Linked DNA regions of Mus musculus: regions 2, 3 and 4 are each linked to region 1. Evidence: chromatin contacts called from public Micro-C and promoter capture Hi-C data. All regions are on one chromosome and are shown on one strand. The core of a region is the stretch at or near the end of the contact, and the rest is flanking DNA. Distances in the headings are between cores, read along the strand shown. Region 1 holds the start of Bean1 (brain expressed, associated with Nedd4, 1). Region 2 holds the start of Nae1 (NEDD8 activating enzyme E1 subunit 1). Region 3 holds the start of Terb1 (telomere repeat binding bouquet formation protein 1). Region 4 holds the start of Dync1li2 (dynein, cytoplasmic 1 light intermediate chain 2).

Region 1 (7,242 bases), core at 1,781-4,280:
TGACCATTCTGGCAGGTGTGCAATCAATATTCATCCCGTTTTCAAGACAACACTGAGGCTGCAAAGGGGTGGGGTGGGGGGGGAATGGGGCCCCTGCTCAGAATCAAATGCTATAAACCTGGCTGCTAGCTCCCAAGGGCTGTGCTGGCAGCCATAACTCTTATCTTGTGCTTACTTCCCAGGGGGGCAAGCCTCCCTGGCCTCAGTTTCCCTTTTAGAGGCTGTGAACAGATTGGTACCTTCCCGCTCCCTACCTCACGCTTGGCACTAGGCTTTCAAGAGCCGCTGATGTCCTCTGAGGGTGCTCAGCCTGTTGGTGCCAAAGACTCATGATTGTCCTGCATCTCCATCACCCTCCCTATCAGCTGTGCTCCAAATACTGAGCGGAGCGGCAGAACGAGCCTAATTAGCTTCGGATGGACTCCTCTGGGATGAGAAGCGGAGAGGATTATAGAAGATGCAGGGAATGGGGCACCCTAGTGAGTGAATGGGGGGGGGGTAGGTTACAAAAGAAGGAGAGAGGGACTTCTGGAGGGAAGAAACCCTAGGCAGCCATTCTGCCCAGCAACAGGTAGACACATTTCCTGATCTCATTCCAGTTCTGGGTAGGAGTGATGGGAGTGACGTCTGTTTTCTTTCCATCAATGCTCCTGGTTCCTTACAACCTCTGTGCCGCTCTGTGGATATGTGCTGCTCATATTTTTTCCTAAGCCCTAGGCATGCAACTGGGCTGCTCTAGGCCCCAACTGCTCAGACTCAGGAAGATCCTTCCCCAAAAACCTGCTAGCTCTTAAGTTCAAGTCATGCTGTCTGCCACCAGCTCCGGTTCCTTCACTAGGTTCATCATGGGGTCCTGTGACCTAAAGTAATGGCCTGGATAGTCAGCAAGGAATCTCAGTGGGCACCTCTGCGGCTCCTGGTAACCTCACTGTCCCATCGGCTGAGCATCCTGATACCTGTTGCAACCAACCATCACCTGTGGCTCACCCAAGTCAACCCACAGCGAGCAATCCTCTCTTCACCTAATCCAGAGTAGATCGAAGTGTGTAAATTCCTTTGTACAGAGTATGAACGCAATGTAGGAGGTCTCAAGTCTGGGGTGGCAAGTGCCAGCCAAAGGCAAAAAAAAAAAAAAGGTAGAGTGTCCCCTTTAGTCAGTGAGCCTCTTGAACCTGGACAGCAGCATAGGAAAGGTTTGGGTGGGGCAGAAGATGTCAGCACGCGCCTGCGAAAAAGGGAGAGGCTAAAGGAAAGTCTTGTTTTGCAAGGAGATGTCAGGAGATTCACAGGGAACCAAAGGCCGACGCAGAGGGTGAGAAAGATGGGAGCACCATGTCGCCTCACATCAAGCTCTCTTTGCCTCAGGAAACACCTGTGGCCAAATGCAGTCAATGGATAGACGTGTGTCAGGTTCCGCAGAAGACTCGTCTAACGATCTTCCATACATTTTTAGGTGAAGGAAACTGAGGCTCAGAGAAGTCAAGTGTCTTGCCTAAGGTCACACAGCTGGGAAATCAGCTAAAAGAGTGTCTCATGGCTCCAAAGACCCTGCACAGTCTACTAAACAGAATCATGCATACGTTTCAAAGAGGGAAACTGAGTCACTCAGTGGTGAAGTCATCTAGTAAGCAGTCCTTATCACTGAGGAGAGTCTAGAGGGCCGTCTGTTGGCCCTCAGGTGCACTTGGACTCTTAGAGTTCCCCGATTCTCTAGTATGTCACTTGTGCTCGTCCCTTCCCAGGCTGGGTTTGGCTGCCCATGCTGGCACAGGGGTGGCTGAGAAACGTAGCCCAGGGTCGATACTACGCACCTGTCCCTAGACTACAGAGCCCGAAGGACAACCAGGAAAGGAGGAAGCGGGGGGGGGGGCAAGGGTGGGCATTGCCGAGCTTGGGAAGGGGAGAGTGGCAGGTACCACTTAGTGCTGCGTAGTCAGAGGAACTGCCACCTCGGATTCAGCTTCGGGTCCTTTGCAAGGGACTGCACAGGAAAGTCTTCCTTATGAAGGGAGAGGGTAGGTGGGGGGAGCGGCAAGGATGCTCTTTCTATCCTAGGTAAGACAAAATGAGGCATGGTCCAAGTGACTGGGCCGTTGAATTGTCAAACTTCCTGGCTTAAGGTGGTGGGAGAGGGTTCAGGCTCAAACTCTGTAAAACCCCAGTCCCTCTCCTCTCACCCCAGACAAGAGTGTGCCCTAGTATCTTTTCTTGAGTGGACTGGTCAGCGACCCTCCAAACCGAGGGCACAGGGCTGGGGACCCTGTCATGGGCTTGCATCCCGGGAGGATACTCGTCTGAGACTCAGGCAGACCTCGGATTCCTCGCGTTTCCCCGGGGATTCGCGGGTCCCGGTGACCCTCTCGGGTGTGGGGAGGATGCGGGATCAGGAACCGCAGGAGTCTCGGGCAAACCGCTCAGTTCCTCGCGCGCTGAGGTTCCGCTCGGGACCACGTCCCCCGCCGCCCAGCGCGTCCCCAGCTGCGTGCATAAGCAGCGGTACCCCCGTCTGCGGCCCTCCCCGCGCCCCGCGCCCCTTACTCGGCTTGGCTGCGGCGCTCCGCTCCGTGCGCCGCAGTGCCGGCTCCAGCTTCGGCTCCAGCTCCGGTCCCGCTCGGGCTCCGGCTCCCGCTCGGATGCCGTGGCGCTCCGGCTGGGCTGGGGCGTCCCAGCCGCTTCGCCTGGGCCTGCTGTGCGTGCAGGGGCGGGGCGCACCGGCGGGGCCGGGCAGAACGGACCCGCGCCCTCGATCCGCGGGCAAACAGCCGCCGGCGGTCTCCGGGGCCCTGCCCTGCCCTGCCCTGCCCTGCAGCAGGAACAGCAGCCCCGCCCGTCCCTCCGTCGCGGTCCCCGCGCCGCCGCTCGTTCCACCGTCACCCTCTTGGGCCCTCCTCGGCGGCGGCGCGGCTCCCCGGTCTCAGCTCGGTGGCGCCACGGCCCGGGTCATTGCTGAGATGGGGACGCGGAGGAGGTGGGAGCGGCGAGCCGCGCCCCTCTGCGCACAGCCAGCCCGACACCCACACAGCGTCGGGCAGCGGGCAGGCGGGCGGGCGGGGCAGGGCGGCGGGGAGGCCGAGGGATGTAGGGAGGCCGGCACACCAGGAGGACTTGTGAAGGGTGGACAGACAGACACGTGCAGAGAAGGGTGAACCAACCATATGTCAGAGATGGACAGCCAGAAAGGTTGGACAGAGGCAAGAGCTAAGGGCAGAAGGCAGGGTAGAGGCAGCAGAAGGGACACAGGCTGCTGCTGGCCTTTGGTTTGGGCAGAGGAGCCCGTCAAGGCCACTGGTTCCCAGCTGTTCGAATTCTCTTCACGTAGGCTTGACCAAGGCCTTCAATTTGAGCTATCAGCAGGCTTATTTTCTTCTTCCCTTGCCCACCTGATGCCCTCTGTCCTGGTGCTCAGTCTTGGCAGATGCAAGCCTACCTTGGAAGATGCCTGGCTCAGGGGAGGGACCTGGGCTCCAGCTCCTTCCCTGTATGCACCCCACTTTGCGGCCTCTGGCATGCCGCAGCCCATTCCTAGGCCTGTTATTATTACAAGGTCTCTGCTTATCGCACATTTAAATATGCTGGTGTGCTCTACAGTTACTGGTAGAATCACTTGGAACATTTACTCATCAGGGAGAGTCCCTCAGGGCTGATACATCTTAGTGAGACTGCAGGGGTCTGTCCAGGGTGACAGTTGGTAAATCTGACCAGGGAATCCATAAATTGAGTTGTTGCCAACCCTCTCCAAGCCCTTACTTTATTGATGAGGGAGCTGAGGTTTGAAGAAGGAAGGACACCTGAAACTCTGACGCCTGCCACTGGCTGGAAGGCAGTTCTTGAAAATAAAACATGATGACAAAGAGTTGAACATGTTGATGATAAAAACCTTGGGGAAGCAGAGGAGCCCTGGGGACCTTGTGGAAGAGACTTGAGCCAGCTGCAGGCGCCAACTGGGAGGTGGGGACAAAACAGCCTCCAGGAGAAAGCAGAAGGCTTTGTACCTCAGCTTTGCTAGGTGTGGAGAGTCAGGGTTAGAGCCCCTCCCAGCCTCTGTGGGCAACCGTTCATTTGGGACTCAGCATCCTTGACTGGCTTCCCTTCTGAACACATAGAGGGGTTGATCTCAGCTCACTGGGTCTGTTTTGGGGGTTGGGGGGGGGGAAGCTTGAGCCGTTTGAGCAGCGAGGTCAGAAAAGGCTTGGGTGGGCCCGTTGTCCAAACCCAGACATTTCATTTATTTTGTGGACAAACAAAAGACCAGGATAGGTCCAAACCAGGGAGCTAGGACTAGAGGCCACAGCTCTGCCCACTGCACCAAGACTGGCCATGACTCAATGAACAGACATCAGTTGATCCAGACAAATCTTCCAGCTGTTGAGTGGTCACTCTTTGGCAGGCCTGAGTGTCTATGTGTTTTAGGGGTGTGGGGTCATGGCTCACTTTGAGTGGGAAGACACAGCCCTAAAGAGTTCATTGCTCTATGCCCTTTTATCTGAGTATCTCTGGTCTGAGAAACCTGTGCCTCCGAACAAAAAGTGGGGGTGTGATGGTTTGTATATGCTTGGCCCAGGGAGTGGCCTTGTTGGAATAGGTGTGTCACTGTGGGCATGTTGATGATAAATCCTTGGGGAAGCAGAGGAGCGGTGGAAGCTTAAGTCCCTTGTCGTAGCTGCCTGGAAGTCAGTGTTCCACTAGCTACCTTCAGATGAAAATGTAGAACTCTCAGCTCAGCCTGCACCATGCCTCCCTGGATGCTGCCATGTTTCCACCTTTATGATAATGGACCGGACCTCTGAACCTGTGGGAAGCCACATGTGCCGTTGCTGAGTGGCACTGACTACTGCTGGCCACCACGCATAAGATTGGACAAACAACCAATGTGTACATATGCAGTAAAGTCTTTTGCAAAGACACTGCCTGGCCCAGGCATGATAATGAGGTTCTGTAAGGTACTGAGAGTATAACCAATCAGATGTGAGACATGCAAATGAGGTATGATAATGAGGTTCTATAAGGTACTGAGAGTATAACCAATCAGATGTGAGACATGCAAACCAGGCATGATAATGAGGTTCTGTAAGGTACTGAGAGTATAACCAATCAGATGAGGAACATGCAAATGAGGCTTAGTACATAACCAATCCGGGTGTGAGACACGCCCCTCCTAGGCCTATAAAAGCAGCACTAGTTCTGGGCTCGAGGTCTTTCGCCTCTACAATCAAGCTCTCCCAATAAACGTGTGCAGAAGGATCCTGTTGCAGTGTCGTTCTTCCTGGCCAGTTGAGCGCTTGCAAGATGAACCTGTAAGTCAGCCCCAATTAAATGTTGTCCTTATAAGAGTTGCCTTGGTCATGCTTGGTGTCTGTTCACAGTGCAAAACCCTAACAAAGACAACGGTTTCAAGTGGAGTTGGACTGTGACTGCTTGCCGCCGTCTCTGTATCTCTACCCATTCACAGATTCATATGAGTGTAGGATTCAAGGAAAACACCAGAGAAAGTAGAAGGTAAAACCACCCACTCTAATACTGTATTTTCTTTCTCTTAAAAAAAAAATAAAGTCATATAACTTAAATAGAAGGAGCTTGCTGAGTGTGGCCTCTCTCCTCACCTGTGTCAGTGTGAATAGCTGCCCAGCACTGTACTTGAGGGTCATGCTGGATTTTCTTGAATTGTTTCTCTACTGGTGGACATCTAGCCTGTTTCCCTTCTTTCCCTTCTTCTGTAGACAACACCTCAGTAGACATCCCGATGGGTTAGTTTATACACATCTATGGATATCTTCTATGCCAGCGGGTGCATCTGTATGCTTCATAGACATCAGGGATGCACATCAATGTCTGGCATCTGCTCCGTCAAAAATCAGGCAGGGAGGCTGCGGAGGGAAGCCCTTCAGGAATTCATGGGGTCATGGTAAGGTCTGAACATCTGCCCAGAGTCCATGAGTTAGAATTCCTAATGCAAGAGGATTGAAAGGTGGGTGACTTTAAGAGCTACCTGGGCTGTTATGGAGGGAGCCAGGCCACGAGAGCACCATCCTTAGAAGCTCTCCTCCCTTACTCTCTTCACCCACGGGATACTTGGAAACATACTATGAAGCAACACAAAGCACCTCCCAACCCCCGCTCCCAAAGCGTGGCCCTTGATCTTAGTCTTCAGAGCCTTCAGAGACCCAAGCCAAATGCATTTCTGTCCACTATAAATTACCAGTCTGTGGTATAGCATTATTCAATGGACTATGGGGACTTCTCAGGTCAGTGCACTGAGAACCTCCAAAGGCTGACTGTCCAGACTTAACCCTAGAGTCACAGTATACTTCAAGCTACCCCAGTCACTGACAGGAAACTACCCCCTCCCCCAAAGCAATTTCAATGTATGAAGAACAGTTTCTTTAAGTCATCTGGTACACCTTTATAGGAGTACAGTGCAATGCTTTTCCCATCTTAAACTCCATCATAAAGGACCTGACCTTAAGGGTGTGTGGGTAGGAAGCCCAGAAAACCTCTTCTGCCAATATGATGAAGAATTATGTTGCCCATGCCCTGGAGCCTATTCTGGTGACACTAGGTGTTGAAGAGGCCAGGGACCTTGGCTCATGACTGGTGGGAGGTGGTGGAGAGAGGGTCTGTCCTAAAGTCACTAGCACAGATGTGACAGCTTAGAGAGAATGAGGAAATTCATGCAACAGAGAAACATCCATACTTCTTGGGGATAGCTCTGGTGTGCTGAGACCTTGGGCAGTTTTGTGTACACAACCCCACACCCCACATACACACACAGAGAGAGATCAGGGTTCTTAACATTTAGTGAGTTCCCCAGTGATGTACAGCTGGGTAGGTGGCACCAAGAAAGAATAAGAGCTGTTTTGTTTTCAATTAAAAAAAAAAAGCCAGGTGTCCTCTAAATCGAATATTGTCATTTGTCTCTCTAGGGCTTTGCTCTTGCCATGGCTTCTGAGCTATTGTATAAAGCTATAAGTTCTAGAAGATAGGCAAGGATGTAAATTTTCACATCCTTTGAGTTGTCTAAGAGGTCTGTGGAAGCTGTCTGTAAATACACATTCTTTGGAGTCTGCATTAAAACAGGGCATAACATCTTTTTAAAATAAAAAAAAAATGAGAGTAATCCAAAACAATTAGTTTCTTTGGGACATTTTCATCCACATCATTATACTCTGCTTATACCTGCCTGCATTACCTTCCCTGTCTCCTCTCCTCCTCTCACGGACCCCAAATAGTTCTCCTCTCTCCCTA
Region 2 (7,242 bases), core at 2,644-5,143, 360 kb before region 1:
TTCCAAGTAACCTGACACCCTCTTCTGGCTTCCTCTGGCACCAGACATGCAAATGGTGCGCAGACATACATGCAGGCAAAACACTCATACTAAAAGAAAAGTTAAAAAAAAAAAAAAAGGAAGAAAACTGGAATTCTTCACATCAACATGCATTCGGTATCATCTGCATAGTACCCCTGGGAGAGAGATTTACAGCCCATTTTGCAGATGAGGATAGCAAGGCTCAGAGTTGAGTGATGTGGGACAAAGATACACAGTGAATGACAGCAGAGATGAAGATCCCAGCTGCTGGGTTCCTCACTCCCGCCCTTTGAAATCACAGCAAGGGGGAAAGTGGATTTCACATTTGTTTCTCATTTGTATGGGCATATGCAAGGGAGAACATTGTGTAGATTCTAGGGAGGAGACTGGAGATGAGAAGGGTGGAGGGGGATACAAAATTACAGTGGAAAGAACATTTATGAATTCCTTCTCTGTGCCTGAAAGGATTAGCGTATATACAATGTATTACACCAAGCGAAAGATCCAATTCTTTCTCTTCTGCTGCCATTCCCAGTAATTTTCTGCTAGTGCTGGGACTTTAGGCAAGTATGAGAATGACATCTGTCCTTTCAAGTGAAACCCCAGTGGCCCCAGCAGCCCACTCAGATCAACTAGGGGGAGACTGTCCCCCATCGGGACACCTCCAGGTTCAGTTACGTGCTCTCTTTAAAGCTGAATTGATTTCTTTGCTTAAGAGTTTACTTTTTGGTCTCAAAGACATCAGTGGTACAGGGGATAAGGGATGTGGGAGGATGAGAGAGGGCTGAAGGGAGAGAGTGTGGGCAGCTTGTAAAGCCATGTCTCACTTGTCACATAACCTTGACCAGGTCTCACTTTCCTTCTCCAAAGTACAGTGGTTTGGCTCTAAAAGAGAGTGAGGGGTTGCCCCAAATTTGCCCATCTTTCAGGGATCTCTGTGGACACATATTGAAACAGCAGATGTCCAGTTCCACACCGACAGGCAGAACAATGCCTCCACCTCACTCCTTGCTATATATAGAGGACTTGTGGGCTAGGCTGGAATCCTTACTTTTAGTACTAAAAAGAAGTTCTTAGATTTGATCCCTAGCAACACACACACACACACACACACACACACACACACACACCACATACAGTTCCACTTCAAGTTTGAGTGTATGTGTATACATATGGTGTGAAATAATGAGCCTGGATTTGCAGACAGAGATAGGCCAGATAGATGCTGTTCACACTCCCAGGATCACTGGCTGTGTGACCTGGAGCAAACAGCTTCCCCTCTTCACATCTGAATTTGCACTTCCTTTAGTTATTAATCTATAAGATAGGATTAGAGAGCCTGGGAGGCTGAAGGGGTGGTCAGATGAGATGGTAAACTAGGACTTCTGGTACCCAGGTGACAGCACACACATAAATAAAAGTAAGTAAATGCAGAGGGAGTCTTTTCCTTTATCCTTTCGTTCAACACACATTTATCAAATACTTTGTAAATGTTAAGCGGGGAGCCAGTTGTGAGGGATGTGACTTCAAACATTATGGACTGCTGTTGCCTCAGGCTGCTTGTGAGGTTAGGGAGAGGCACGAATCAGCCAACGAGTACCTTTGAGAAAGGCAAAGGTGACAAGGGCAGCCAGGGAAGGCTGGAGGTCACACAGCACAATATATATATATATATATATATATATATATATATATATATATATTTTTTTTTTTTTTTCTCTCTAGGCTGGTCTCTCGTAGGTTACAGGCTGTCCTCAGCTTCTCCCCAAACTATAGATCCAATGTCTCCGGATAGAGATCAGTAAGGATGGATGAAATAACAGACTTGAACTGGGTCTGACTAGAAATGTCAGAGTATTTTTTTTTCTAATTCTTACATTGGGCTATTTACCTCCCCCAATCCAAGCCTATTTCTTCTCTCTGTGTGAAGCAGGTTGAGCATGTCAAACCCTTTAAATACTCGTCTTTTCTGTAAAACACTATAAAAGTTTTGCTTACAAAAGGGAATTAAAAATCATTTTGCCACCCCACGTTGTGACCCCATCCCCTCACACATGGGGTAAAGCTTGCTCCTACAAAGGCCCTGCTTCATTCTTTTCTCTTTTCTTTTTTTTTTTTAAAGATTTCTTTTTAAAATTTATTTATATGAATACACTGCAGTTGTCTTCAGACACACCAGAAGAGGGCATCAGATCCCATGACAGATGGTTGTAAACCATCACGTGGTTGCTGGGAATTGAACTCAGGACCTCTAGAAGAACAGTCAGTGCTCCTAACTGCTGAGCCATCTCTCCATCTCCCCTGCTTCATTCTTTTAACCGAAGTGACTACAGCGATAACCTCTTTAATTTTTCTTCCCCTTTTCTTTCATTTCCTTTGCACCCATTCTTTTAAAGGGCTGGGGAGAAGGCTCAGCAATTAAGAGCACTTGTTCTGCGGAGGATCCAAGTTCAGTTCCCACAGTGAATATTTCACAACCTCACACATACATTTAAGAATAAGTTTTCCTCAAAGGAGAGGTGGCAAGATGGCTCAGCAAGCTGGAAGATTTGGGCTTATCCCTCGAACCTGTGTTGAAGAGGACGAGAAGTGACTTCTGCAAATGGTCCTCTGTCCTCCACGAGTGCATGATGGCATTCTTGCACACACACCAATCAATAAACATTAAAAAGTTGTAAGAAGTGCATGCTCTGAGGTATCCTTGTCCACTTACTAACAACTGAATGCTTCTCAAAATCACACAGTCGCAGGCAGTACAGCACCCTCGGCCCCTGATGTTGTTGTTTCCAATTACATTTGTCCATCTTTCCTTTCCTGGGGCCAAGGTGTATGCAAGGCTATGTAGTGAACTTTCACTTTCACTTTTGACCTTCTCACATTCCCTGGGTGTATTTTATATCGCTCACGTTTCACCTGTCTAACTGGAGAGGGAATGTGACAACTGACAGACATGCACAAGCACATAATGAGCTGGGAACGCCTAACGCCCCTTTTCTCCCATCAGTTGGGTTCCATAGGGGTTGGGGGAGGGAGGTCACAGCAGGGTGTCCCCTCACCTTGTGTCCTAACACTGTGCCCAGGGGAAGTGCATTTGTTAGCACTGCAATATTACTGTCAAATGGAGCCGTCTCTTTGGTCCCTCACCCCACAAGGCTGGAAGGATTTTATGTGTGGATGTACACTCATCATGTGCTGGGATAATAATCTCAGGACGTGCAAGTGCATCTGGCAATCATGAATCTGGAGACTCCTCTAGGATTTGGGATAGAGGAAAGCAATTCTTACTTGTCAGCAAGCCTCTTCTTCCCTCTTGTCCTCAACTTGCTCATAAGCTCCTTCCTTAGCATCGGCCACCAAGGGACAGTCATCCTGTGTCACATGAATCGATGATAGCTTTAATTTCCTCCTTGTTCATGGGCTTCACAGGCAACTCTGGCTGCTTCTCAGACACCCTCCCGTCCCCCAAGTCCACTTCTCATTTGTCTCCTGATGCCGTTTCATCTCGTTCAAAACCCCCTTTCCCTTGCGTCACCACGGGGAACAATTCTTGGAGGGAAGCCGTGGGGTGGGGCCCCTCTGTCTACCCATCAGGGTAGCTTCTCTATATAGAATACTATATACAAGTATGCTGGTGTATTGTTCCTCTTGGAGGAGTCTCAGGAACGGTGAACTCACCCAGAAGAGGACTAAGGTTTATCAGTGATAAGGATTATCACTCGATTTAAAAGTCGGAGTTCTCCACAATTACTGCAGGTAGAGAGAGAGAAACATTCTGTGGAACTCAACCTCAGGTTTCCCCCGGCTTCCCAGTGACGCGTGCGCAGTGCAGCGTCGGCGCCCCCTACTGGCTGCGCGCTGGAGGAGGGCGCTTAGTGCGCCTGCGTGAGGCCGAGTGGGTGGCGGCCTCCTTAGGCGGCTTTGCTGTTCGCGGGCCAGGCGCGGCCATGGCGCAGCCAGGGAAGATACTCAAGGAGCAAAAGTACGACCGGCAGCTGAGGTGAGCCGGGGTTTACGAGTGAGCAAGCCGGCCAGGCTGGCGGGCTCTCCTGACACCCGCGGGGCCTAAGTGCCTAGGCCGGGTAGGCCGGCCTCCCACGGGCCTGCGGCTGCGGCCGGCCGTGCAGGGCGTGGGGAGCCGGCGCTCTGGGATCCGGCCACTGGCCCGAGTGTTCGGCGAAGGCCGGCTCGCCCCTTCCCGCACGGCTGGCTGTCCGCGGTTTGCGGTGCGCGGTGTCTCCGCCAACCCACTGGGCTGCACAGTCTCGGCAGGCCCTCCCTACTCGTTCGCTAAACGAGGGGGGTGGGAGCACCCCATCCTGCCCGACCGCCGAGCGCTGCGCCCCGGCAGGTATTGGTCTACGCCCGCGCTGGCCAATAGAAATGCGTCATGCTAGCTTTATCGGAGCAAACCGTGTTCGTAATTACACATTTTCCAGTAGGCACCTTTCAAATAAAGTTAAAAGAAGCTAGACATGGTAATCCCAAGGACTTGAGAAGCAGAGGCAGGTGGATCGGAAACTGAAAGCCAGCCTGGCCTCCATTGGAAGACCTTGGGAACCGGGAGAATAAAGAGACAGGAAAATAAGTTTTGCTACTAGTTCTCCCCACCCCTCTCGTTTATATAGAGACATGGTCTTAAGTAGGCCAGTCTTGAACTCAAGCGCCTACGTCCCAGGTCTCAAGTGCTGAGATTGAAGATGCTCACTGCCCAGCCAGACTCAAAAATAAGTTTTTGCTCCCCCACCCCACCCCTTTTTTTTTTTTTTTTTGTCTTTTACCTTTGAGTGGCCGCCTGGACTTGCAATGTAGAGCAGACTGCGCTCAGACTTGATGCAATCCTTCTGCCTCTTTTTCCCCAACAGCTGAGATTATAAGTGTGGACTATTACACCCGGTTTATGAAGTATTGAGGCTGGAACTCTGGACATCATGCCTGCTTGCCAAATTGAGCTACATTCCCCAATCCCAGAATCAAATTTGACAGTGTTTATCTAACCTAGTATTCCAAAACATTACAATTTCAACGTAATTATTGTTAAAATTACCAAGCTATTTTTGTTGTTGTTGTTCACAGAGTCTTATAAATCAGGTATCATACACATTTTAAAAATGTCTTAATTCATGCCAGCTGCATTTCTAGTACTCAGAAACCATTTGGACAGGGCACATCTAAACCATCCGGTGGATTCTTTAGCTATTTCTCCTTCCTTGTCTCTTCCCACCTTCTTCCTTTCTTATTGAGTATACTCTGTGTCAGCTAAGTGTATCAAAGTGTTGCCATCCCCTCGCCTCTCTTAATCTCAAGAGAACTTACCCTGTGTCCCTAAGGATGGAGGTTTCTCTTTGTATTGACTACCTAGCTCTTACTCTCCCAGAGACGTAGGTACTTAGTTCTGAGAATCCTTGAAGGCAGACGGTCTTTGATACTGGATAGGGAAACTAAGTCTTGTAAAAGTTAGGTTAATTTGCCCAGAGTTAGACATGTTTCCAGCTTGGGGCCACCTGGCTTTTTCAGACTCATCCTTTGTCCCAAGCTTCTAGAGAGAGAAACAAGGTAGCAGAGCCCTTGTAACTACTCTGAGTTCTTGTGGACTCGTAGTTCTGTGTTTGGGTGGAGGTAGAAGGGAAGGCAACAAAGCTGAGAAGATACTTAATGTTCCTAGGGACTGGAAGAGGATTCTTACTGAGTTATTCCTTAAAGGGCTGCATTTTATCTGTCAAAACAAGAACTGCTTTTTGCTGTAGGCAGGTCAGAAGGAAGCAGAAACAAAGTTGGGTCGGCAGGTAATAGCCAGGGACCAAGGCCCGCCTCTCAGGCCAGCAAGAACATTTTCTTGCTGAATCTTGAAGATGTACTCTTAGGCTTATTCTTCAACTGTCCAACCACTTAGTACTCAGATAAGACTGTGTCCCATTTCCTGGGAAGAGAAAAAGTCTTTCTGGTCTCTCTGATTTTTTTCCCAAGCTTGTTTCTCCATTTGCCAGCCCTTGAGTGATCAGTTCCTCTAGGCAAAGCCCTGTGCCAGCAGTGTGGTCTGGGACCCTTTAAAGTGAAGACTGGATGCTCAGTAAATGGAAAATCAAGTGGTGCAGTTTGTTGTGATAAGCTTTGTTTATATTGGTGACATGGAAGGAGTGTCAAAGTCTTTTTTTTTTAAGTCCCCGGGCATCTGATAGTACCCGTATGGCAATGGCATTTTCAAATAATTTGGGCTTCCCCATTATTTCCCATTCTGAAAAGAAAATAGTAGATTGTTGGTTGGTTGGGATTTGGGGAGATAACATATGTGTGTCAAGGAATGGGGGAATAAAGATGGCAAACCTGGCCCAAAAAACATGATACATGTGTGGTCATGAACTTTGTCTTGTTAGTGATATGCCAGTCTCAATCAGGTTATAATATGTGTTTCTAATTCTTATTACACCCCTGTGTTATTGATGTGTGCATCTCTTAGTCATCCTATTAGAAATTAGAATGTTCACTGGCTATTATATATATGTATGTATATATGTATGTATGTGTATATATATATATATGTATATGTATGTATGTATGTATTTATTCAGTTAAACATTATATCATTTTTCCCTTTCCAGTCCCTCCCATGGACCCCCTTGTTCCTTTTTGAAATCTCGGCCTCTTTTTCTCTGTTGCTGTTAAACACACACACACACACACACACACACACACACGTGGGCAGTGGTGGCACATGCCTTTAATCCCGGCACTTGGGAGGCAGAGGCAGAGAGGCAGAGAGAGAGAGAGAGAGGCAGAGGCAGGCGGATTTCTGAGTTGGAGGCCAGCCTGGTCTACAGAGTGAGTTCCAGAACTGCCAGAGCTACACAGAGAAACCCTGTCTCAAAAAAAAAAAAAAAAAAAAAAAAAAAAGAATAAATTTTTAGAATGCAGTTAGGAATTAGCTGATTTAGTAAAGTGGTGGCAACAGGTTCTTCTCTGACATCCATGACACCTCTAGCCTTGGGTCGTTGGCTAGGTTTCCAGTAACAGGTATGATTTCTCTCCTGCTGAGCAAGCCTTAAGTGCAACTGGAGAGCTAGCTGTTGGTTACCACCAATATAAGAGTGCCACTATTGCCCCTCACGTTGTCACTCCATGCTGGTTTCATAGCCTTTGTGTTTCATAGCCATTACAGCTGGAAGAACTACCCACGGTTTCTCTCCCTTGAAAGTTTGTATACAGCAAAAGCTGGTCTTCCTGCAG
Region 3 (7,242 bases), core at 2,131-4,630, 340 kb before region 1:
CCCCATCCTTTCTGTAGTTGCCGGTACGGAGCTGCTGAGCCACACACCATTGCTGCGTTCCTGGGAGGTGAGTTTTGTAGATGAAATGACTTATTTGTTATCATACAGTTACTATTTGTTGTAATTAGTGTAATTAGTGCTTTGCCCTCCACACTGCTCTCCTTGCCCGCCAGCTCCCGTGCCATCAGAGCGAGCGACTCTGGAGTCTTTAGTCCTTCTGAAGACCTTCTTCCGATCATGAGCCTCACTTAGCTCTCTGGGTACAAGGACACATAGGCCTTCCTCCTCTTCCTCCCCTTCCTCCTCCCCCTCGAATCCTCCTGCCCCATCAGTTCTAGGAAACAAAGGCTAACTTGACTAAAAGGCCCTACGTCCCTTCTTTTCCTGAGACATGCCCTAGGTCTTTGCACCTCAGGGCCCAGTGAAAACCTGCCATTTCTTTCATAAAACTCCCTTTATCACTTTGCTCTAGTTTAGTTAGACACTGTAACTGTACCATAGATTGGACCTTATAAACATCAGAAATGTATTTCTTACGGGTTTCAAAGATTCAGATGCCAGCATAGTGAGAGGCTGTAGAGATCTCACTGCCTGTCTCATTCATGGTGGTTTTCTCACTTTGCTCTCACATATAAAAAGAAACCTGCAGGATCTCCTTTATAAGGGCATGAATCTATTTGTGCAGGTTCTAATCACTTCCCAGAAGCCCCACCTAATACCATTGCACGGAGTGTCCACATGTTAATGACAGGGAGAAGGAGTACAAACATGAAGCAAATAATACCTTTTTAAAAATGACTCTCCTGCCTATTGCCTCCCATAGCCTGAGCTGTGTGCTTATGATCGATTCCTTTCTAGACGTTGAAGGCAGATCCAGTTTGAGGAGTAGTCTGTTCAGAATGCTGCTAGTGATGGAGTCCTAAGAAAACTGTACTTTAAGCAAACACAAATTAAAGCCTGATTCTGGATAATTTATGTAAATAAAATCATTCTTTCATGTCTAAATAGTAAATTCATAGGAAAGGGCAAATTATTACTTATTTACATAGGCCAGATTCTAAGAGACACAATCAGAGAGGCCTAACGAGTGTAGGTAGGTCTTTAGTTTTATGTGTTTTGTTATGATTATGAACGTAATTCTCTGAGGCTTCCCCTATATAAACATGAGCCATTCCTCTGTACTAGTCCTTCTTTTCTTCTTTATCATAGCACAAAGTCTTCTACATACTATATGCTGTATTTATTTGTAAGCTATCCTTTCTCTTGCTGTTAAACAGAAAGACCCAAGGTAGCAAGCAGCAGATCTTTTTGTTTCTTGCACCTCTGCTACATCTATGGTGCCTGAGAGATTTGGTGATAGTACAGGTTTAAGTCCACAGCCTCAGTATGTAGAAAGAAGCTGCCTCAGTTTAGAAAAGATTCTTTTTTTCTTGGTGGAATTTCACTGTCTCTTTGTGTTTCAAGTACCTTACAGGAGCTCTGTAGTATTCAGTGTGGGTTTGACCCTGAATAATAATAATTATTATCTTTTATTTTGTTATGACTCAAAATATGTTTGTTTGGGATTTTAAACAGCTTGGCTTTATGTTTTTTGTTTGTTTTGTCTTTTGTACTCATCTGTATCTGTGGTGTATTCTATATAGCATAGATCTCATATACACCAGGCTGACCTCCAATTCCATTTGTAACTCAGACTGGCCATGAGCTCATAATCATCTTGCCTCTACATCCCCAGTCTGATGAATAGAGTCATCCGTTACCACCACACCCAACTCTTTTTTTTTTTTTTTTTGAGACAAGTGTCTTCACTGTATATCCTTGGCCAGCCTAGAACACACTATGTTGAGCAGGCTGGCTTTGAACTCACAGAGATCCACCAGTCTTTGTCTCCTTAGTACTGGGATTAAAAGCATGCACCGTCAGGCCCAGTCTGGTATATATTACTTAACTCTTAAAATTTATTCTTTTCAAACATTTACTTCTCTCCTTTTTCCAACAGGAGCTGCTGCTCAAGAAGTTATCAAAATAATCACCAAACAATTCGTAATTTTTAATAATACTTATATTTATAGTGGTATGTCACAAACTTCTGCAACTTTCCAGTTGTAGAATAAGCACCATGTGTAATATGTTAATGGTTGGAACTGTAATTGTCTTCATATTGTGCTTTGGTTTGTAAAAATCTGTTAAAGGACGGAAGTTAAATTGTTTCCTTAATAAAAGTTTTTCTCATTTGTAATATAGTCTTGTTGTCTGGAATGGTGGGGAGAATGGGGAGAAAACAGAACAAAAGCCAGCTCTTTGTATAGTTAGTTAATGCTGGATTGCTATTTTACAGTTACATATCGTAGATATGTCTGTTTCACTAACAAGAGTAAAAAATTAATTATCTTAATGAACTTAAGATGTGGATTTTAGCTGTGGACATTTTAAGATCATTACTTATTTAAAGTAGAACTTTTAAAGAAGCATTTCGGAGCTTTATCAGGACAAAACCATTCCCTTGTGCTGTCGTCATTCATTATATATACCTAAAGGTTTGTCACTATACCTGTGTATTGAATTTTATGGGCTTGCCCCATCCCTAAATTTCTTTTTATTGAATAATATATTGGAATAATAGCATTTAGCAGCTTGTTAGATGGGAAGGAAAGTTCCTGAAGGTGAGGAAAAGTAACAAACTAGAAATCCAAACTGGGAGGCCGAATGTGTGTGTGTGATTCGTTATCCTAAGGCCCTAAATTGCCTGCTATAGAACAGTTCTCAAAGGCAGTCTCCTATGTGAGAACCTGGGTTATAGCTGACAAGAGGCGAGGGAGGGGGCTCATAGGGATTTTATTTCTTGAAAACCTGTATCATTCTTGCTTGGCTGTGTCATCAAGTGACTTTGTCAGAGCAGGAACTGCCCTCTGACAGTACTTCCATCTCCCAACACTCCCATGGGAAGAGTTCTGTTGGGACGTATGACAGGACTAAATTATAGGGCACACCTTGAACACATTTAAGACTCAGAGCTCTGGGCTCTTGGGTCTACTCAATGAGAAGCTGGCTTGGCCAGAACCAAAAACTAAGGATTTTGGAGTTCACCCAGGGAGGGTGTCCAGTCAACGGAATGCCCAGTGCAACCAAAGAAAGCCTGGCGTCAGGCAAGGTCAAGGAGGGAGCAAAGACCCTTCCGAGACGCAAGTCCTAAATACTAAGTTATATTACCCTCATCATGTCACTTTCTCCCATCTAAAACCTGGCATCCCGCACTGATCACCTTCTGCCCACTGATGGCTCTACAGCTGCGAAGGGCTAAGCCCAGTGGGACAGGTGTGCGGCCGGAAGTCCCGCCCAGCGGATGTGAGCCTGGCTGGCGCGCGGGCGTGGGAAACCCAGTCAGGCGTCGTGGTCTAGGCTGCCACAGGGACGAGCTGGTGTGGGCCTGACAGGGGCTCTGGGTTCCAGGGTGGAGAGGCCAAGGTCTCGGCTTCCCGCCTTCCGGTGGTCGGCTCCTGGGGCGGAGCTGTGGTGGCGGGCGTGGCCCGCTTCCCTGGCTCACCTGAGGAGGTGGATTGAGCTGAGGGCAGGGGCTTCCCTGAGCTGGCGCCAGGCCCACGACCTGTGAGGGGGAAAAGGTCGTCCCCATCTGCCCAGTCGGGCGGCTGTGTGCGTCCGGGCTGCTCCCCGGGATCCCGGGGCGGGGAAAGCGGCGGCCCCCACGGGGGATTCGGTTTGGGAGGAAGAGGACGGGAGCGCGTGCCCAGCAGCAGCTGACGCTGGGAACTGGGCGATTGCTCCTGGGAGGTCCGCCGGAGCCGGGCTCGGGAGGCGTGCATGGTGCCCCGCGGAGAGCAGTAGAGGAAAGTCGTGGGCCTGCCTGCCCTCCTCACAGGCGTTCCTTCTTCCAGCTCTTTAGGTGAGCCAGGCCTCCGGAGCCTGGAGCGAGAGCGAGGGAGCCATAACCCACGGAAAGACGGTGGACCCGGAGGCTGGGAATCCCGGGCGAGCCGTGAGGGTGTGCGCCCCATATCCTATCCATCCAGTACAGCAACTGGTTCCTGGGACCCTCTATTCCCTGGGACCTGAATGGCTTATGTCACACTCGGAGCAGAAAAGTTGATAGTGCACGTTACGTGCTTGCCTTTCTGCTCCCGTTAGAGGGTGCCTTCCACAGTGTAGGATTCCAAGGCGGACGGACAACTTACAAGTGGAAGTGAATGCTAGGATTTTCATCTCTGCCAGCCCCACCCAGGAAGATATTTTTGTCTCTCTTGGGGGAAGGGAGATATGTAGAATTTTTCCCCCCACAAAGCTTTTGATGTGACCAATTTTAGAGTAGCGAATTTCAGGGGCTGACCTAGTGTTTAATGATAGACTCTACCTTGAGTCCCATACCCAGGATGAAAGAGGTGTGCAGAACACTAATCAACTAGTTTTCTTATTTATGTTCTCTAATAGTCTTCCTAGTAACGTTTGCACCTGACCTTGTTGGTTTGGAGAGTAAATTAAGTAAACCCTTTAAGGATGGTGTGTCCTGTTATGTAAAAACTTACCCCCGCCCCGTGAGATCAGGGTAAAAAAAATTTACAATCTCATTGTTAGTGATGATTTGTACCCACAAAACTACTGAAAACATTTCGTAATTGCTTGAGTGGGAACATACTTTTGACTTGGGAAGTGAGCTATTTTTATAATATTATATAAAATATTTTTATATTTTTAAGTATCATTTTGTAATTTTTTTTTTTTTTCTGAGACAGGGTTTTTCTGTGTAGCCCAGGCTGTCCTGGAACTCATTCTGTAGACCAGGCTGGCCTTGAACTCAGAAATCCTGCCTGCCTCTGCCTCCCAAGTGCTGGGACATTTTATAATTATTTAACCTTTTGAAAATGACATTTATTTATTTATTTTAATGACATCTATTTGTGTGTGTATGTGAATGTACATGTATGTGCATGCATGTACGGGTTAGCACATGTGTGGTTAGAAGTTAACCAATGAGAGTCTGTTTTTGCTTACAATGTAGATCCCAGGGATTGTCCCTCTTGAGTTTGTGAGGGGTTTTGTTTGTTTGCTTGTTGGTTTTGAGAGAGTTTTTTTTTAGCTCCTGCTCCCCCCCCCCCCCCCCCGGCCCCTTGCCCTTTCTTTTCTGGAACTTTAAATGTAGCTCAGAATGGCTTCAAACTCAGGACTCTTCTTCCACTCCCTTTCCTGCCTGAATATTACAGACATGCACCGTCATGCCCAGAATATTTCATTCCTTAAATTTTTTTAAACAAGTGGACTGCTTCATGAATTTGTGTCTCATTCCTATGAAGGAGCTGTGCTAATCTTCTCTGTAGCATTCCTATTTTAGTATATGTGCTGTTGAAACAAGCATATGGGCCAGAATATTTCTTAGAAGCTGATCTAACTAAAAATGCCCTATCTTATAGATGAAATATAAGGGAAAAAGACAAGCATGGAAAGTGAGAAGCCAAAGAAAACACAAGGTGAGAATCCATGAAACATGTAGTTACATTAGTTTTATGTATTTTATAGTTGTATAATTGTGGGTATATTCATGCATGTATGTTTGTGAGATATATATATATATATATATATATATATATACACACACACACACATACATATATCACAAACATCTAGAAAACAAAAGAATCATTCATCAACTTACATATGTTCTGACATTATTCTGAGAGGACACGAACAAACATCTACTTACCCCAGATAGGGATTTTTCAACAGACCAAAGTAAGGATACCACCAAATCCAACTTGGTAAGCCAGTAAGCTTACTGGAGCTACATACAAAGCATGTGAATGAAGAGTTATTTACAGAAACAGAAATGACTCAGGCAGCTGTATCATCAGAAGCCTACCCCAGCTCATGAAAGCGGGGAACCTGGAACACATAGCACAACCTGCAAGCAGCTGTTAAGGTTGGAAAGTATCTCTTCCAGGCAGCTCAGTTGTTCTCTGTCTTTTCCAGGCAGTTTAGTTGGTCTGAGCCTTTTCGAAGCAATTCTTTTGGTCTGAGAGTACTCCTCAGCAGTCCTTACCTCTTATATATGAGGAGGGAGGGGCCCAGCATGTCAGATTAGCGTCAGGGACTTCCTTAAGCTTCTAAGTGGTCTACTTCCTAACTGTTAAGGAGCCTTGTCTTGGTTTGGTTTTGTTTTGTTTTGTTTTGTTTTGTTTTGTTTTGTTTTGTTTTGTTGGAGATAGGGTCTCTTAATGTAGTTTTGCCTGACCTTAAACTCACTATGTAGACCAGGCTGGCTTTGAATTCCCAGAGGTCCTTCTGCCTTTGCCTCCCTAATGCAGGGATTAAAGGTATGCACCACCATCCTGGGTCTTAATGAGCTTCCTTGCCGGGCGTGATGGCGCACGCCTTTAATCCCAGCACTCGGGGTGCAGAGGCAGGTGGATTTCTGAGTTCGAGGCTAGCCTGGTCTACAGAGTGAGTTCCAGGACAGCCAGGGCTACACAGAGAAACCCTGTCTCGGAAAAAAAAAAAAGAGCTTCCTTGCAAGATGATATATATTAACTTAAAGGAAAATAATATACCACAGCATACATTGTGAACACCTGCTTTGTGCCTGCCTTAGTGTTTTACTTCTGTGAACAGATACCATGACCAAGGCAACTTTTATAAGGATAGCATTTAATTGGGACTGGCTTACAGGTTCAGAGGTTCAGTCCATTATCATCAAAGTGAGAACATGGCAGCATCCAGGCAGGCATGGTGCAAGAGGAGCTGAGGGTTCTACATCTTGTTCTGAAGGCAAACAGGAGAAAACTCTTCCAGGCAGCTAGGATAAGGATATTAAAACCTACACCCACAGTGACACATCTACTCCAACAAGGCCACACCTCCTAATAGTGCCACTCCCTGGGCCAAGCATTTACAAGCCATCACAGTGCCTATAATATACTTTCTGACATCAGAAATTATGGGAAAGTCATGCTGATACTTAGAGTGCCACATGAGCTGGGTATGATAGCTCATGCTTTTAATCCCAGCACTTAACAGTGCAGAGACAGGCAGATCTCTGAATACAAGGCCTGCCTAGTTTACATATTTCTAGGCCAGCCAGGACTACATAGTGAGACTCTATTTGAAATAATAATAAATCCATATGATAGTAGATTTATTGGCAGAATATAAAAGATTTCCCTAGACATGGCGGCTCACTATTGCAAGGGTACTGTCAGAAATGCAGATGAATATGTTTGTGTCTGTCTACACTGTCAA
Region 4 (7,242 bases), core at 1,558-4,057, 270 kb before region 1:
GCTTGGCTCTAGAACACTGTGTTTCCCAGTCACCACTGAGTACAGCACCAGCCTCAGTTTTGTTTTTGAGACAGTCTCTCACTATGTAACCTAGGCTGGTTTTGAACCATTATCCCCCTGCCTTAGCTTCTTCACAAGTGTTGGGATTACAGGTTTCTGCCACCACACCCAGTTTGTGAGATGCTAGAAACATAACTGTGCACCACACTCTGTCAAGTGAGTGGTATCTCCAGCCCATGGTATGGTCTCGTTGTTAAACCCTACTATAGGACTTTAAGAATGCCTGTTAAGTTTCTGATTTCGTTAGATTTAGTCTGTGCTGTTTGCCATCCAGTATTTTTGGAAACACTGCTGTTTCTGTGCGCTCTCCTCGAGTCACAGATAGCAACTGAATTGCCTGTGACAGGCTCTAGCATCTCTGGTAGCCCCTCCTCTCCATCTCAGGCCAGCCTCCTCTCCACCTCAGGCCAACCTCCTCTTTGTTCAGACGTGGTCTCATGCAGACCAGACTGGCCTTGAATTCAAGCTCTCCCTCTCTCGGCCTCCCCAGTGCTAAGGTTTTAGACTTGTGCCACCACACTGGGTGGCTTTAACAAGCATCAGTGCTATCACCCAGCCTTTATTTTTAACCTTCTTTTGTTATGAATTGTCAAATTCTCTGTTGAGATTTGCATTCCCTATGTCTGCACCATCCTCCCCCCTGATATTCTGGCAAGAAAAGAAAGCTACTATATGCATTTGTATCTGGTGCTATCTATCTTCTCGTTTTGGAACAGGTCACATTAGAGAATTTGTGTTCAATTAGAGTCATCAGAGAGGAAGGAGCCTCCCTAGAGGAAATACCTCCATAAGATCCAGCTGTAGGGCATTTTCTCAATGATCTATGGGGAAGAGCCCAGCCCATTGTGGGTGCTACCATCCCTGGGCTGGTGGTCCTGGTGGGGATTTAGCTCACTGGCCCAGAGTGTTCAACTCTAGTGTCCTGTTATGACTTCCAATCTTGCTTGCTCTTCCCTCCCATTTTCCTTTTTCCAGTTTACATTCAAGTTGGCAAACTACATGCCCATTGTTGCATCCTTTAATTTATGCTGCTAATTTTTAGCTGAACCAGAATCACTGTATTTTTCAACTGAAACCTACTTAAGTGATTGCTTTTCCTGCCATATCACATTTCCTTATGGTATTTATCAACACCTTGTAAAGTTACCCTGCTTCCTTAGAGAACAGCAAAAGGCCATACCTAAAGTTACCCCTGATCAGCACAAACCTGTCTTTCTTTTCTCCATTACTTCTCCCCTTTTACATCCAGTCTCCCCACTACCTTCTCCACTCAAGAAAAGCAGTCACAGCTGCTTGTTCTGCTGTGAAATATTGACTCTCTGAAAAATAGGATTTAAAAAAGCAAAAAAAACAGAAACCTTGCAGGGCAGTGGGGGCACTCCTAGCCCTCCAAAGGCAGAGGCAGGTGGATCTCCGAGTTCAAGGCCAGCCTGGCCTACAGAGTAAGTTCGAAGACAGCAAGGGCTACACAGAGAAACCCTGTCTCAAACAACAACAACAACAATAAAATTGGTAAAGCAAAGCCAAAAGTATTGTTAACTGTGGTGGTAAAAATCATTCACAGTTTAATAAAGTCTACAAAGGAGGAGATGAAAAACAACATTCTGAGGATTTGTGATAAACTTTCAATGAGCATCCTGAAAATTAAGCCATATAATAGTTGAAGAAACATGGCTGGAGAGATGGCTCAGCGGTTAAGAGCATTAACTACTCTTCCAAAGGACCTGGGTTCAATTCCCAGTACCCACAGGGCAGCTCACAACCATCTGTAATCCCAGTTACAAGGGGTTCAGACACTCTCTTCTGCCCTCCACAGGCATTGCATACACATAGTGGACAGATATGCAAGCAGACAAAGCACCTATACACATTTAATAAAAGTAAAACTAAAAGAGTAATGACTGGAAGTGGCAGGATACCACCTCTAGAACTGGGTCTTGGGGCTGTTTTGAGACAGGGTATCTTAGGGTTAGTGCTGTGATGAAATACCATGACCAAAAGCAAGTTGGGAAGGAAAGAGTTTATTTCATCTTACCCTTCCAGATCATAATCCATCATTGGAGGAAGTCAGGACAGGGTCTCAAGCAGGGCTAAAACCTGGGGGCAGGAACCGATGCAGAGGCCATGGAGGGGTGCTGCTTACTGGCTTGCTCAGCCAGCCCAGGCATGGCACCACCCACAATGGCATTTCTTCAATTGAGCTTCCTTCTTCCCTGATGACTCTAATTGACACACAAAACTAGCCGGCACACAGGGTCTCACTATGTAGCCCTGGCTACCCTCGAACTTGCTATGTAGACCAGGATGGCTTCAAATGTATAGAGTTCCTCCCGCCTCTGCCTCCTGAATGCTGGGATTAAAGGCGTGTGACACCATGTGCAACCATTTTAAAATTAATTTTTTTGAAGTAGGCTCTCACATAGCTCATGCTCAACTTAAACTTACCAAGTAGTCTAAGACTTCTGATCCCTCCCCCTCCCCCCCTCCCCGCCCCCACCAGCTGCCCATTGCTGGTATGACAGGACATGCAAATATCTATGTCCAGTCATTTTTTTGTGGATCTTCGTTCATGTTTGGCCCATTTTCTTTTAAACTTCTGAGCTGTAGTTTCCTCACCTCACTTATTAAGAATTAAACAAGATTCAATGAGATCGCTTTATAAATATGGTTGTCTAGCTTGAGTTCATTCCAAAGCTTGGACTTGCCGCATCAGAGGCTGCCCTGCAGGGGTCGCCAGCGCGCTCTCGGTCTGGTGGCGTCCGCGGCTCCACCTCCCGCGTAAGGCTGTCCGGCTGGCTGCCTGACCCAGCAACGTCCCTAGCTGCGGCGATCCCACGTCCCGCAGACGCACGAGGACACCGCGGGCCCGTCGGGACGCGCTGGATAACGGAGCTTCTGCGGCGTTGCGGGCGGGCAGCGCGGCCCGGCCGGGGTCCTTGCGGGTCCTCGGCGGGCCCGGGGGAGGGCCCTCTTTGTGGCTGCAGTTGGCAAGATGGCGCCGGTGGGGGTGGAGAAGAAGCTGCTGCTGGGTCCCAACGGGCCCGCAGTGGCGGCCGCCGGCGACCTGACAAGTGAAGAGGAGGAAGGCCAGAGTCTATGGTGAGGAGCGTATAGAGCCGCAGATGGCGCGGCCGGACCGGGAGCGGGCCGGAGCGGGCAGGACCGTGGGCAGACATTGATGGGCAGTCGTGGGCCGAGCGGTCCTAGGCGGTCCCGCGCTGACCACTCTTGTCATTGTCGCCGCAGGTCTTCGATCTTGAGCGAAGTGTCCACCCGTGCCAGGTCCAAGCTGCCGTCCGGCAAAAACATTCTGGTGTTCGGTGAGCAGCGGGGTACTGCCCTGGGGCGCAGGGGTGGGTCAGGCGGCGCCCCTCCCACTGGTTCCCAGGCTTCTCCACCCTTAGCGCCTGCTTGTCGCTTGCCTGCCTGGGAGGGCACCCTGGACTCTGGCAGGGTAGCTGCTGAGTCTCCAAGCCCACACCTCTACTGACCCCCTAGAATGCAGCTCCGTTTGGAGTCCAGTGATGTGATGTGGGCTTGGGGCATTGGGGCACATTCCTTCAGTCTTTTGGCTGAGCCTTCTTCAGCCTTGACTCGGTTCATCGGTTAGCCTTGTGCTCACCAAGTTGAGGATGTGGAGGAAGGAAAAAGAGGATGTGCAGGCTGGATGGAGAAGATGAGGGAAGTAGGTGACCTGGACTGGGAAACTGAGGAGATGGACGAAGTCTTTTCTTCAGTCTTCATGGGCAGGCAGCAGAGCTTGGGAGTCAGCCCCAGGAACTTTCTTGCATAAATCCTGCCCTCACTGCTGGGTTGCCCAGTCAGTCATTTAACCTCTCTGGCTTCAGTTATCTCCTTCAAATGAAAGGGATTATATGCGTTCACCTGCAATGCTGTTTGTAGAGTAGGAAATGAGGGCTGAGCAGTGGGACAGTACAGACAGTCTTAGACACCCTGAAAGAATCCCAGTGGAGCCGAGGCAGATGTGTGCGTGGTTGCATCGCATCTCTCATGTCAAGAGCAGACTGCTGTGGGCGCATCACACTGCTTGATGTGTTGAGAGAGCGCTTGTGGAATCAGGTATCTTGAAGGGTAATTGCCTAGGTGCAAGCACATCAAGATAGTAGGGTGAATCGTTTGGGCACTGTCAAAAGCCTTTTTTTTTTTTTTTTTTTTTTTTTTTGCAATAGAGGATAAAGATGAGGTCAGATCATGAAAGTCTGGAGGACTAATCGGCTTTCCTGGAGACTCCTGATTTTCAGATTTTTATCTTCTTCCACCCTTCCCCAAGCCTTATGGAAATGACTGCATGGTGATGTCCGTGTGTTTCTCTCATCCAATGGCCAGGGTGGTAGGTTATAGCCAGGTCTGTGCTTTAGGGAGATAACTCAGGCTTCCTGGGGCCAGCTAGGTCAGAATGAACAGGAGCTGAGGTCATGCTGACAGGCGCTCTTCCAGGCCCCGGGTGGATTGTGGCCCTCGTGAAAAGGGTGAGCATTGTGGAGGAAGGAAGATCCTCGTGGACTGCCTTTCCTTTCTTATGTTCTCAGATTCCATAGTGTTGAATCCAAGGATGCCCAGAGATGTTTGGTAATGGTTCTCGTTCAGGTTTAGAGTGCATCTAGATGAGGGGGTGGCTATAGCTAATCCTAGGGAGATGAGAAAGCACTTGCTACTGAGACTGTACTTAGGAGCTTCACCTAGGTCGGTAACCCTCCCCCTCCCCCGTTTCCAAGCCTTTAGGGTGCTTGTGAAGTTGTTCTACAAATCAAATGTGTGTAAATTACATAAGCGTCATGCCTTGAGGCAGAGCCAGGTTTTTATTTTAGTGTTCCTAGACTTTTGGGGTTAGTTGTGTTTTGAAGAGTTCTTGTGGCGAAGATTTATTTTTGTGGGAAACTAGCCTCATCTCTCTGACTTTCACTTCTCTGGGATGTAGGTAGAGCTGGTGAGTTTGCCCTGTTCCTTCCCTTGTGAAATGAAGAGAATTGCAGCAGAAGGTCATTTGCCATCTTGGGTTGGCTGTCTCTGCCAGTCACTCTTAAAAGCAGGTCTCCTTTGTTGATGAGAGCGAGTGAGAGAGACCTTAACAGGCATGTTTGAGATTTCTGGTTGTTCCTTATTGTGTTGGTGTTATGACTGGCTGTCTTTGCGCAGAGCGATACATGGTATACTTTTGTCTTCTTGCAAATGTCATTTGTAGGTGAAGATGGTTCTGGTAAGACAACTCTCATGACCAAACTCCAAGGAGCAGAACACGGCAAAAAAGGAAGAGGCTTAGAGTATCTTTACCTCAGCGTTCATGATGAGGACCGGGACGGTGAGTGACCATTACTCCATCGGAAGGTAACATGTAGGGCTCTGACTCCTACGTGTCCAGGCACACTCAGCTTTCTGGTACACCCAAAGACAGTGGGTGAAATGTATGTCATTTGCAAGACTTTAGTCACTTTTATTTGTTTTTTGTTTTGGTTTTTTTGAGACAGGTTCTCTAGTGGCCCTGACTGGCCTGGAACTCACTACCTAGACCAGGCTGGCCTTGACCGCTCAAGAGATATTACTCTGTAATGCTCCTTTATAATTTTTCAGGTTCAGCTGTAGAATAGTTATTGGTGCCTGAGTCTTAGATGAAGTGTATTGGCTCATTTTCATTTTTTCCTGTTTGCTTTTGTCCATTTAAATACTAGTGATCGTGATGTTAGGGCGTTTTTATAACACGTTCTCCTACTTCCTTATTGTTAAATTGAAGAAGATAAACTAAAAGCCGCTCTAACACCTGAACTCTGCTATCTCTGAGAGCTGTGTGGTAGAGGACATGGAGGCTCTTGCTCAAGCTTGGGCACCTCATGTGCTAATTGAGATCTCCAGGGATCTTATCCCTGCTCCCTTGACTTCATCTTGTTCAACATTCCTTAGTGGACCTGAAAAGAAGGCGGAATGTTGGCCTAGTGTCGAGCCCTGTGTCAGAAGAGTAAGCATCGACTGAGTGTCTTGTCTAGACCCACTGGTGTCTGCTCGTGTAACTGAGACCCATTGGCGTCTGCTTGTATAACTGAGGCCTCTAAATCAAGCCTAGAGGACCTCATGTGTGTTTGCATCGTTGGCTTCCTGCCTTGCAGGCCACCTTGCCTTTCCTGGGAAGACCTTGGGCTTGAGAGCCAGACCAAACTGGTTCATAGGGCCACGCCTATGTTCTGCAGTAATGGGGCTTCTGACTACTAACTTAACCACACTTCCATTTCCTCCTGTGAGGAAGAGGATGCTGGTACATTTTGCAGGTGGACAGAGTGTGTGGGTGTGAGAAGCGTGCTGGAGACTTGGTGAAAGCCTTCCTGCCTTTGTGAAAGGGCAGACTGTGGTAAATGCTCTGAGACCCTTAATCCTCTGGTGTTTCCAAGACTGAGGCACATTTCAGGACTGAGCGTCCCAGTGACCGCATTTACATGTCTTTGAGTTGAAGTTTATACTAGCGTCAAGTTCAGATTCCCCCGAAAGCTTTTCCTTTCTGTATTTATAGGACTTTCTCTATCGGCTGCTTACTTATAAGAATCCTTGTTTGATGGAAGAGTTGCCCTTACCTGAGGTTAATTATACATCTTGCAGCCGTAGTCTTTTTAATTGTGGGGTTTGACTGGGTTGTAAGTACACATTTCACAGGCAGTCACCTGCTAAAGAAACTACTCCCTGGTTGTAGCTGGGTTGTGGTAGGATATTAGATGTCAAAGGACCACTGCCTCTCAGTTAGATACTCTTGTCTACTGCTGCATGGGATGTGTGATCCTCACACATGGGGGGAGTCATGTATAGTTGACATTGGCCAGAAAAGCTCAAGAAACTGTGCTTGCTGGTGGGTAAGGCATCTAAACCTCAGATCTTGAGTACAAAGTATGTTTGGAGTCCATTCACAGACCCAGACTGGAAAACACTAAAATATAACTAGTTTGGGACCAGTGAGGTAGCTCAGCAGGTAAAGTCACTTGCTGCCGAGAGAGCCTGCCTGAGTTTGATCCCTGAGACCCACGTGATGGAAGGAAAAAATTGACTCCACAGGTTGTCAGCCAACTTCACTGTGGAACCTCCACCTGTACGCTAAGGAACACACACGGACAGCTCTAGATAAATGGCATAAAAAACTTGAAGTAGGAGCTAGAGAGATGGGTCACTTGCTGCTCTTCAGAGGAC

The links. A called contact is a pair of places that touch in the nucleus more often than the background predicts. Capture Hi-C pulls out chosen DNA fragments and counts their contacts.
Region 2: a contact with region 1 is called in a promoter capture Hi-C map of adipose tissue. The contact joins the promoter of Nae1 here to the promoter of Bean1 in region 1. A contact is called at or near these places in 4 of 39 promoter capture datasets (the C10 cell line, cranial neural crest, frontonasal cranial neural crest and 1 more), 1 of 484 Hi-C or Micro-C datasets (embryonic stem cells), 2 of 115 datasets of contacts at active chromatin or transcription factors (bone marrow-derived macrophages and embryonic midbrain) and 3 of 9 other capture datasets (adipose tissue, embryonic stem cells and liver).
Region 3: a promoter capture Hi-C map of adipose tissue shows a contact between it and region 1. The contact joins the promoter of Terb1 here to the promoter of Bean1 in region 1. A contact is called at or near these places in 1 of 39 promoter capture datasets (neutrophils) and 2 of 9 other capture datasets (adipose tissue and liver).
Region 4: a contact with region 1 is called in a Micro-C map of embryonic stem cells, with 3 times the contacts expected there. The contact joins the promoter of Dync1li2 here to the promoter of Bean1 in region 1. A contact is called at or near these places in 3 of 39 promoter capture datasets (embryonic stem cells, frontonasal cranial neural crest and pre-B cells), 1 of 484 Hi-C or Micro-C datasets (embryonic stem cells) and 3 of 9 other capture datasets (adipose tissue, embryonic stem cells and liver).

Annotation. Positions count from the first base shown.
Region 1 is chr8:104,166,301-104,173,542 of GRCm38.p6, reverse strand. It overlaps Bean1 (brain expressed, associated with Nedd4, 1), which reads right to left and starts at 3,030. Exons shown (of 5, transcript NM_001141924.1): 1 at 2,539-3,030.
Region 2 is chr8:104,531,288-104,538,529 of GRCm38.p6, reverse strand. It overlaps Nae1 (NEDD8 activating enzyme E1 subunit 1), which reads left to right and starts at 3,893. Exons shown (of 20, transcript NM_144931.3): 1 at 3,893-4,018. The coding sequence starts at 3,966. It also overlaps a transcript of Car7 not described here.
Region 3 is chr8:104,506,025-104,513,266 of GRCm38.p6, reverse strand. It overlaps Terb1 (telomere repeat binding bouquet formation protein 1), which reads left to right and starts at 3,380. Exons shown (of 20, transcript NM_180958.3): 1 at 3,380-3,465; 2 at 3,894-4,000; 3 at 5,421-5,477. The coding sequence starts at 5,447. Nae1 (NEDD8 activating enzyme E1 subunit 1) reads left to right here. Exons shown (of 20, transcript NM_144931.3): 19 at 18-67; 20 at 2,000-2,239. The coding sequence ends at 2,109. It overlaps Gm22148 (a small nuclear RNA gene), which reads right to left and starts at 5,365; the gene lies at 5,259-5,365.
Region 4 is chr8:104,438,612-104,445,853 of GRCm38.p6, reverse strand. It overlaps Dync1li2 (dynein, cytoplasmic 1 light intermediate chain 2), which reads left to right and starts at 2,807. Exons shown (of 13, transcript NM_001013380.2): 1 at 2,807-3,159; 2 at 3,307-3,380; 3 at 5,264-5,380. The coding sequence starts at 3,053.